2 separate regions of the Sus scrofa genome follow, and region 2 is linked to region 1. Evidence: chromatin contacts called from public Hi-C data. All regions are on one chromosome and are shown on one strand. The core of a region is the stretch at or near the end of the contact, and the rest is flanking DNA. Distances in the headings are between cores, read along the strand shown.

Region 1 (5,424 bases), core at 872-3,371:
CCAGCATTGCCACAACTGTGGTGTAGGTCCCAACTATATCTTTGATCTGATCCCTGGCTCAGGAACTCCATATACTGCCAGGTGACCAAAAAAGAAAAAGAAAAGTAAAACAAAACAAAAAAAACAAACCCTGAAATAAAGAACAATAAAATCCTAAACTTCTGAAAAAGTACAAATTATAAATATCTGCTTTTATTGCCCATTATTATGTTATACCAAAGTCTGGAAATAATAGATTTTTAGAGATCTCTTTCTTTAAAAGAGCATTTTTACATCACAAATTTTTTTTTCTTTACTGGCCGCACCTGGGACGTATGGAAGTTTCCAGGCCAGGGATTGAATCCAAGCCTCAACTTGGATGAGCTGTGGCATGCAGCTGTAGCAGTGCCGGATTCTTAAATCACTGTGCCAGGCCAGGGATTGAACCTTTGCTGCTGCAGAGACAACACTGGATCCTTATCCTGCTATGCCACAGTGGGAATTCCTTTACATCATAATTTACTGTAGTCATCACTTCTGGCTGGTGGAATAAAAATAATTCCAGTGAGCTCAGTTTGAAAAGCTATTTATACAACACTATTGTGACTTTTTATTTACTTGTCTTTAAGAAGTAAGATTGTTTTGGAGCTCCTGCTGTGGTACAGTGGGTTAAGGACCTGGTGTTGTCTCTGCAGTGGCTCAGGTTGCTGCTGAGGTGCAGGTTGGATCCTCAGCCCAGCATGGCACAGCTGCAGCTCTGATTCTATGCCTGGCCTGGGAACTTCTATATGCAATGTGTGCAGCCAAAAAAAAAATTCATTGTTTTATTTTGAAACATACTTGTGTACTTTATTTATTAAGGAAGTTGTTTCTGGGGAGCCCATGACAATTGTAATTTTCTTATTCTTTTCTGGCCATGGCAAATATAGGCATACAATCAACAAATGTATAATACGTCGTAAAAGCACTTTCTTTCTCAGGATGTAGTGTTGAATACCCACTCCTATCTTTGGAAATAAAATAGTCACAGAAGGGGGAAAATGTGGATTTCAAAGAGAGATTCTGCAAAATAATGTGGTACATTTTAGTAATAATCTGTTTTATTGGCCTTCAGTTTTTCCTGGTTCTTAAAAAAAAAAAAAAAAAAAAAAGACTGGAGATAAAAAGGTCAGAGGTCTCAACACTGTTTTTTCACCTTTTGAAAGAGTTACCTCAGTACAGAGACTTGAGTATAGGTAAAATTGAAAGAGGAAGTGTTTGGGACTAAAGGAATTTTAGACTTGTAAAGAGCCTAACCACGCCTTCCCTGACATCATCTTCCTGGCATGTGTTATTATAATTTAACTCCTCAGAGCATCAACAACCATTCCCTTTGGAAAAAAAGAAAAGAGACTGTGTTTAACTGGTATATTTTGCCTTCCCCAACCTACTTTGCATAAATTTCTCTTTCTTCTTGATCTTAGCATGTCTGTTGGGGGTGGGGAGGAGGCAGTGATGAGAGTAGAACTGACTGGTGGGCATTGCCAGATCTTCACTCTTTAAAAAGCTCGAATTACCCAGAATTTTCAGAAGTGTTTACTTTAGAGGAGAAAAGGGGAAGCAATGGTTTATACTTCTAACAGAGAATTTTTGTGTTTTTACTATACAAAATTCATCTAGTTTCCATTAAAATTAATAAAATTTTGAAAGTTTAATATCTGTTGACTGGGGGCAGCTAATAATTCTGTTATCAGAGATTTAGTTAACTCAGTTAAAGTTTAATAGTGATGTCTTTCCTCTGATTCCTTCTTTCTTGTTTAGCTCTACTACACTAACTTCTGCCCTCATTACTACAGTAACAGACATCCTGAATGATCTCCTTGCCTCCTGTTTTTCCACTGCCTATCCCTTGCCCTCAGGTAATTGTATACCTTCTACCAGAATAATCTCCCAACATTCCAGCAGTCTAGTGCTAAGCATTTCTTGTAGAAAAAGCTTTAATGCATGAGTTCCCTGGTGGTCTAGTGGTTAAGACTTGGTGCTTTCACTGCTGCAATCCCATTCAGTCCCCAGTCTGGGAAGTGAAATCCCACCTCAAGCCACTGCTTGCTAAACAAAGTCCAAGTCCTTAGCCTAATACCCACTGTTTATCTAGCCTTTCCTTATCTTTCCCTAGCATAATTTCATTACATTCACTCAGTTCTAGCCAGTTGTGTTACCTGCAGCTCTCTGGATATACCCTTTGGTTTTTGGTTTACATTTATCATCTCATAAGAAAATATGTTCTAAAGTAGGAAAATATAGAAAAGAAACAGGACAAAGGAAAAATAGAGGAAAGTATAAATTAGAATAAGAAGTCAGGCGTTCCCATCATAGCGCAGTGGAAATGAATCCAACTAGGAACCATGAGGTTGTGGGTTCGATCCCTGACCTCACTCAGTGGGTTAAGGATCTGGTGTTGCCGTGAGCTATGGTGTAGGTTGCAGACATGGCTCAGATCTGGCGTTGCTGTGGCTGTCACATAGGTCAGCAGCAACAGCTCCGATTTGACCCCTAGCCTGGGAATCTCCATGTGCCACGGGTGCGGCCCTAAAAAGACAAAAACAAAAAAAAAAGTCAGTTGGAATTAAAATGCATATGTGCCAGGAGTTCCTGTCGTGGCACAGCAGAACTGAATCTGACTAGGAACCTTAAGGTTGTGGGTTTGATCCCTGGCCTTGCTCAGTGGGTTACAGATTCGGCTTTGCCGTGAGCTGTGGTGTATGTTGCAGAAGCAGCTTGGATCTGGCTTTGCTGTGGCTGTGGCTGGCAGCTGTAGTTCTGATTAGACCCCTAGCCTGGGCACCTCCGTGTGCCATGGATGTGGCCCTGAAAAGCACACACATACACACACACACAAAAGTACAGATGTGCCAACCACAGGATTTTATCCTGGAAGGTGAAAGTTGATGAATAGTCTTTGATTCTGTCAGTGTGGAGGTGGTTGATGACTTTGACAAGCAATTTCAGAGTGGGGAACAGAAGCAAGGTTGGAGTGGGTTGATGAGTGAAAGAAGGTAAGGAAGTATAGATGGTGTATATAGACTAAACTTTTAAGAAATTTAAGATGAAGAGCAGAACCCAATATAAAAATTGAGCAATATATCTCAGTAGATATTTCTCCAAAGAAATCTACAAATAGCTGTGAAAAAATGTTTAGCATCATTAGCTATCAAGGAAATCAAAACCCCAGTGAGGTACCACTTCACACCCACAAGGATGGCTATAATCAGAAACACAGATAATAACGTGAAATAATTGGACCCTCAAACAGTGCTGATTGGGATGTAAAATGATGCAGCTACTTTGGAAAACAGTTTGACAGTTCCTCAAAAAGTTAAACCCACTCTGTATATACTCAAGAGAAATTAAAATGTATGTCTACACAAAAACCTATACATTATTGTTCATAGCAACATTATTCACAATAGCCAAAAAGGGGAAAAGCACAAATATCCATCAACTGATGAGCAGATAAATAAAATATTATTTATATCCTTTCAATGGAATTTTGGAATTTTATTCAGCAATAAAAAGTGATAGAATACAGGAGTTCCCTGGTGGCCTAGCAGTTGGGGATTCAGTGTTGTCACTGCTGTGGCTTGGATTTGATGCTTGGCCTGGGAATTTACAAGTGCCACAGGTGTAGCCAAAAAAAAAAAGGAATAGGGTACTGATACCTTTTACAAAATAGATGAACCTTGAAAACATTATGCTAGCGAAAGAAGCCGCTCACAAAAGATCACATACATTTGACTCTTGAGCAATGTGGGGCCTATGGATACCAGACCTCTGCAGTTGAACATCCATGTATCAGCTGTAGTTGATCCTTTGTGTATTTGGCTCCTCCCTATCCATGATTCTTCTGCATCCTTGGCTTCAACCCAACAGCAGACTGTGCTGTACTATAGTGTGCTGTACTATTGAAAAAAAATCCACATGTTAGTGGATCTGTACAGTTCAAACCCATGTCTTTCAAGGGTCATCTGTATTTCATGCTTCTGTTTATATGAAATGTCTAGAATTGGCAAATCCAGAGAGACAGAAAGCAGTAGTTGCCTAGGGCTGGAGTGGAAGAGGATGACTGGGGGGAAAGGAAGAGTGACTAGTAATGAGTTTTGGGTTTCTTTGTGTGGTAATGAAAATGTTCTAAAATTGATTGTGGTGATGGTTGCATAACTCTGTGATCCAAATACCACTGAATTTATACTTTAATGGGTTAATTACATGGTGTGTAAATTATATCTCAGTAAAGTTGTTTTTGGTCTTTTGCTATTTCTTGGGCCGATCCACGGCATATGGAGGTTCCCAGGCTAGGGGTCTAATCGGAGCTGTAGACCCCAGCCTGTGCCAGAGCCAAAGCAACTTGGGATCCGAGCTGCGTCTGCAACCTACACCACAGCTCACGGCAACGCCGGATCCTTAACCCACTGAGCAAGGGCAGGGACCGAACCTGCAACCTCATGGTTCCTAGTCGGATTCCTTAACCACTGTGCCATGACAGGAACTCCCCGTATTTTTTTAATTCTTTTTTTTTTTTTTTTTTTGGCTGCCTCCTGGCATATGGAAGTTCCTGGCCCAGGGATTGAATTTGAGCCAGAGCTGTGACCTATGCCACAACTGCAGCAACACCGGATCCTTAACCCATTGCTGTAGATTGGGGATTGAACTGGTACCTGCACAAAGACATGCTGGATCATTAATCCACTGCACCACAGCAAGAACTCCAGTATTTTTCATTTCTAATTCTGTAATATATATAACATAAAATTTATGATTTTACCCATTTTTAAGTTTACAGCATAGTCAAGTACATTTACATTGTTGTAAACCAGTCTCTGGAACTCTGTTGTTGTTGGCCAAGCCTGTGGCATGTAGAAGTTCCTGGGCTGGGGATCGAATCCAAGCTGCTGCAGTGGCAACATCTGATCCTTAACCCTCTGTACCATAGGGGAATTCCTGGAACTCTTTTCATCTTGCAAAACTGAAAGTCCACGCCCATTAAACAACTTCCTATTCTTCCCGTCCCCCAGCTTTTTGCAAACACTATTCTACTTTGTGTTTTTTATGACTTCTCTAAATACTCCATATACGTATAGTCATATAACATTTGTCTTTCTTGTGATTAGCTTATATCACTTAGCATAATGTCCTCAAGTTCATCCATGTTGTAACATAAACAGGATTTTCATGCCTTTTTTTTTTTTTTTTTTTTTTTAATGATTGCACCTGAGGCATATGGAAGTTCCCAGGCTAGGGTTTTGACCCAAGCCACTGTAGCTGGATTCTTAACTCACTGTGCTGCAGCAGGAACTCCAGAATTTCTTGCGTTTTAAGGCTGAATAATATGACATTGACTGTATATACCACATTTTGTTGACCCATTCATTTGTGAGAAACACTTGAGTTGCTTCCGTCTTTTGGCTA
Region 2 (5,424 bases), core at 1,803-4,302, 110 kb after region 1:
TTTTTCAGCAACTTGTGAGAGGGGTACCTAGGGAATACGCTGAACCTCTCTCAAGCCAGGCCAGTGGGTGGGTAATAAAGAGAATAGGGAGGGAGAAATTAGCACCTGCTCCCCCTTTCTCACCCTTCCTGTGTTCCTGCTGCACCACCCTGACTCTGGGGTCAGCTGCCACAGTGTGGTGTAGCCAGATGGCTGGGACTGGGAGGGGGAAGAGACAGAAAGGGAGAGACAGGGGATTCGTTTGCATCCCTCTGCTCCCTCCCTCTCCTGGTCCAGGTACTCCTGGAATTCAACTCCAAACACCACTGCTGACCACCCTCTCCTCCCCCCAGCTCCCTCCCAGCCTGTGAAACATGACTCAGAAGTCTGAAGCAAATTCAAACACCCTGTCCCCTCATTCTGGAGTGTCTGATGTTGGAGGTAGTGAGGAATGACAGCACAAGAAGAAAAGGGGCAGAGCCATGGTCTTAGCTGGACTTGGAGGGAGGGGGATAATTATTAAAGACCTCCCTTGCCCTCAATGGCTGAAGGGTTCTTGGTGTTAAGAGGTTCTAGTTGGAAGATGGTCCTCAACCCTGTGACCATTCCAACTTGTCCCCCTTCCCTCTCAGTTTGATGCAAAACAGTCTCCTTCCCTTCTGTATTTTGGGGAGGCCAGATTCTCTTATAACACAGAAGGACCATAATCTGTACTCTTCTCTCCAAAATGGTATATGTCCCATTCCCCCCACTTCCCCATGCAGCAGTCTCCTTTCATATCCTCCATGGTGGTCTCAAGGAGAGGACAGTGAAAACCCTAATTTCCTTAGGACTCCTTTTGCAACTGAATAAAGAAGGCTGGGTTTCCCAGGCCTTCGCCCACCACCCCAACACCCTTAGAGACTTAGCCCTAGCCCCTAACCCAGTATCCCCCAAAAGCCCCTTAAGCCCAGAATCACAAGATTCTGGGTGCAACCCCACCTCCATTCTCTGACTCTGGGGCAGGAACATTCCTAGGTTGGGCAGGCCTGCCCCAAGTCCAAGAGAGCCTTTCCCACCTGAGCTATTTGACGGGGTGCTGCGGTCGGGCACCCCTAAAGTCCTAAAGATGGGGTGGGATGAGGGCTACAGAAAAGCTTCAGATGGGAGTTAGTTGAACTTGAAGGGCTCAGCGGAGCCGGGCCTGAAAGTGACTCCACTCTATAACCCCCCCACCCCCCTCCTTTAATACAGGGACGGAAAGGAGTTAGGGTGGCGGTTATTCCCCCTCCCATTGGAGGTTAGGATGGCGTGGGAAAGCGATGGTTCCAGAGGGAGGAGGAGAAACCCAGACCGCGGGAGATTTTTCTGGCGAGGAAGACGCGGGGGAGGGGGAGATCCTAGGTCCAGAGTAGGAGGGGTACCCTGGAGAGATTGGCCGAGAGGCGTGAGAAGCCTCCGGATTCCGGTCGCAGAGGACAGGAGAGAAATGGGTGAGTAGATAGTGCGGGGGAGAGAGGAAGGGCAGCTCCCGCAGGGGGAGGGTCAGATCCTGCGTCCAGGGCAGCGGGGATCCCGGGGAAGGGGACCGCAGGGGCGGCCCGCCCAGGGACTCCAGGACCGGTCGTAGGTGCCAGGCCTCACCTGGAGCAGGGCCGGGCGGCGGCGGCGGCGGCGGCGGCGCAGGTGGCCGAGCCGGGCGGCGGCGGCGCCTCCTCCCCCAGCCCTGGGCCGGCCGCGGCGGAGCGGGAGGTGGGGGGGGAGCACTTAAAGGGGCAGGAGCTACTGGGGTAAGGACGAACGCTCCGATAGGGCTGTCGCGAAGAATCCTCTGGGGGAGGGGACGCTGGTGGCGTCTCCTAGGGGCCAGAACCAGGAAGGATCCCAGATGGAGGAAGAGAACAGATCCCAGGAAGAAGAGACAGAAACTTGGGTGGTGAAGTGGGGGAGGGTGGTGGGTCCGAACTGGAGGACTTGGGAGAGCTCCGCCTGCGCTCCGGGGGCACTGGCAAAGATCTCTTCACAAAGGAGGGCATGAAAGACAGTGAGAGTCACAAGGACTCCCGAGGAGTGAAGGTGCCAAAGAGGGAACTCGAGGCCGAGCCTGCTGGGGGTAACAGCGGCCCTACCAGGTGCACAGGTTCCCTGTTTCAGCTCCTCACCGACCCAATCTCTTCAGCGGTGGAAAGACACAGCCTCTTTCCTCAAGCTCGGCCCAAGTTTAAAAGTCTCTGGAATCAGGAAGCCACGAGAGCAAAGACCTCCTAGGCCTCCTAGGCCTTTCAATGTCAGTCCTCCCTCTCTGAGTCTTCTCAGTGACTGGAGCAAGGGGGACCGCCAACAGCAGCCCTAGTGAGGCTGATGTAGAACTGTGAGAATTGTGCTTTCTGAATTCTAGTTCAGCTTTCCCCCAACCACCACCACCCTTGCAGCAACCTCTGGGGCAACAGGAAGCAGCTGCTCAGTGCAGCCCCCACCTGGTGGTGGGTCAGGGTGGGGGAGGAAAGAAGACAGGGACTTAAAAAGCCCAGGAGAAAATGGGGGAAGATACACCTTTAAAAAATCTTCCAATGAGACCAAAAGTAGGCTTTACTTTTTTTAGGGGGGAGCAGCAGTGAGTGTAAAATAGTGGGAGGCTCAAGGAGCTGGGGAAATGGGGGTGAGGTGGGAAAGCCCCCACCTAAGGTGCAGTCTCAGGTTCTTCCCTGGAGCTGGAGCTTTCCAACGTTCGTGGTCGGCAGCCTCATCAGCTGAGCCCTGTGCCCCTATAGTCTGGCGTCTCCTCCTTCACCCCTCAAAAGAGCAAAGGTTAGGCCCCACCCCTGCTGAGTCAGCCAGGGAGGGAGGTAGGCATCCCTCAGGCCTTCCCCGAGGGGGGCCGGTCTTCATACTTACCCATGTCAGGCTGGCTGGGCTTCAGGGCTGGGACCACCTAGCTCCTCACCGTCCTTGATTCCCCCTTCACGTGAAGGCTGGTGTTAGATCCTCCCAAACTGTGAGCTGGGAACCAGCACGAATCAAAAAGCCAATGTATGCTTCCTGCGAACCACAGCCTGAACTGCTGTAGGGTGATGTCCCTGTGTGACAGACTGGGGTGGGGAGGGAGGAGGGAAGGGCGGGGCTTTCTCTGGGTGGAGAGGGAGGAGGCGGTGAGGACGGGGCAGAACCAGGAGAAATATGGAGGAAGGTTAGATCTGTGTTGACACTCCAGTGGCATGCTACAAGAAGAGACCGATGAAGGAGGAAGGAAATAAACAGTTGCAGGTAGTGAGAGGAAGAAGTTTCTGGATGAATGCTGAGAGATGTAAATGTGGGGGTGGAGGGATAGAAATGACCTTTAGGGTCGTAGTTCCCAGGTCTGCATCTGGATAACAAGGGAAAGTGGAGCAAAAAGGGCCGGCCCTGGGGGCTCCTGCACCAGCTTCTTACCCCACTTCAGTCTTGACCCAGAGGATGTGTGCCCCCACCCCATAACTCAGCATTTCCCCAAATTCAGGATTTTCTGGGAGCAAACTACCAGGCACAGGCAGCTCAGGGGCTCCACCTTCCGTCCAGATCACGACACAGAAGAGACTGGTGCCAAGGACGTCATAGGCAGATGGGAGGAAACTTATAGAGGCCCCTACTCCACCCCTGGCTCCTCTCCCAAGGCCCCTCCCCAACCTTCAGCCCCCGGGGGCCTCTGAATTGGGATGTTTGTCCTACCCGGCTCCTAATCAACTTGAATGCCTCAGGGTGGAGCTTATAGATTCAGGCTCCTCCTCAGGACAAAAGCCCCAGCCGGTTTGTAAACAGTCATTAGCTAAGAACCACATCCCTGCAAATGGCCTTCAAGGATTTCAAAATGGTGAGATGAGAGTTTGTGCAGAGCCTCTAGCCCTACCACCAGAGGGCAGGATATGGGTCTGGGCCCAGAAAATATTTCAGGAGCACCAAATCCGACCTAGTACTTGTTTGAAACTGGGTGTGCCTTTGAGTAATTCTTATAATCCTGCACCTTTCGGTTGGCTAAAGTGAAGGGGCAATTGTCTAATTCCACTATTTAGCTGAGAAACCCCAAGCCCAGCAACCCTGCAAATTACTATTCCTCTGTAACAGATTTCAATTTTTAGGGATCTTAGAATAGGGCTAATGGCACTTTAAACCCTGCACTGCCTCAAGGAACCACATACAAGTCTTGCCCAAAATACATGATGAAAAAAAACAAAACCGTGGCAATGGTGGGGCGGTGGTGGGTTGACTCAAATTTTGCACAGATCAGTATTAATCCTTCAAAACACTGATTAACCCCTTACTTCTCTTAGAGTAGCACTTATTTTTAAACCACCCAACCCACTTTTCCCAGTGTGCTTTTCTGAAAAAAACCTTTTTATTTAGCATAGAGTTTTGGGCCAGGGATCAGATCTGAGCTAGTCTCAGCTGTAGCAACACAGGATTCTTTAACCCACTGTGCTGGGCTAGGATCAAACCTGCATCCCAAGGTTCCAGAGATGCCACCACAGCAGGATGTCCCCTTTTGCTTTTTTAATCAAATAAGGTGCTAAATAGAATACTGAAGAGCCAAAAAATTGATTTGCCATGAACAACATAAAAGGCCAAAGTTGAGACCCTACTAGTAAGATCACATCATCCACAGGAAACTCCTCACAAGACTCATGCTAGTTTATTAATCCGAACTAGCAGCTTTTCTTTTTTTGATGACCCCATTTCAAACGTATATGGCCCATTTCATGCTGTTTCTTGTGACTATTCTAAAATTGCTAAAAACCTCAGTGTTGGCTTTGTTTTTAGGACCAAGAACAACAGACAGATGATGAGGGATGTACATTTTATTGGAAACCTTAAATACTCTTCAGACAGAATACAATGTCTTCAATCAAGGCTCTCATGGCCTACAGGGAAAACTGCATTTTGGATGAGGGGCAAGAGAGGGCCACAAAGAGGATGAGTACTTAGTTTGCCAAAAGGACTCCCTCATGAGTGCTCTTCAGCCAGTTTATCAGCTTTTGCCACAGCTTCTTCAATGGGTCCCACCATATAGAAAGCCTGTTCTGGGAGATGGTCATATTCACCTATATGGAAAAAAATGCCAACTGGTGAGAAGTGGAAGAATATCAATTTTCTGCAGTGGGTACCTCACCACTTGACGCCATTATTCAGAATATGAAATCATATCATCTTAAAAATCTTTTACTTTGCTTTTTATGGCTACATGTGCAGCACATGAAGTTCCCAGGCTAGGGGTTTAATCAGAGCTGCAACTGCCAGCGTACACCACAACCACAGCAATGGATTATCTGAGCAGAGTCTTCGACATACACCACAGCTCATGCCAACACCGGATCCCTTAACCCACTGAGTGAGGCCAGGGATAGAACCCCCATCCTCATGGATACAGGTTCATAACCATGAGCCACAAAGGGAACTCCCAATTAGAAATCTTTTCTGGGAGTTCCCGTTGTGGCA

What was found. A called contact is a pair of places that touch in the nucleus more often than the background predicts.
Region 2: a contact with region 1 is called in a Hi-C map of mesenteric adipose tissue, with 1.5 times the contacts expected there. The contact joins the promoter of BAZ2A here to the enhancer-like site in region 1. A contact is called at or near these places in 2 of 5 promoter capture datasets (fetal skeletal muscle and liver), 6 of 47 Hi-C or Micro-C datasets (adipocytes, heart right ventricle, liver and 2 more) and 2 of 2 datasets of contacts at active chromatin or transcription factors (alveolar macrophages and skeletal muscle).

What each region holds. Positions count from the first base shown.
Region 1 is chr5:21,873,235-21,878,658 of Sscrofa11.1, forward strand. The region is part of intron 4 of RBMS2 (RNA-binding motif, single-stranded-interacting protein 2); the gene reads left to right. Among named protein-coding and RNA genes, the nearest start is that of GLS2, 56 kb to the left of the region's middle. Within about 2 kb of position 2,122, at least 10 of the 83 cell types and tissues checked have an H3K27ac peak or open chromatin away from gene starts, as enhancers often do. A contact at or near this core is called in mesenteric adipose tissue, where this site is marked.
Region 2 is chr5:21,979,981-21,985,404 of Sscrofa11.1, forward strand. BAZ2A (bromodomain adjacent to zinc finger domain protein 2A) reads right to left here and starts at 3,053. Exons shown (of 29, transcript XM_001927752.7): 1 at 2,854-3,053. The coding sequence starts at 2,857. It overlaps ATP5B (ATP synthase subunit beta, mitochondrial), which reads right to left. Exons shown (of 10, transcript XM_001929410.5): 10 at 4,770-5,030. The coding sequence ends at 4,933.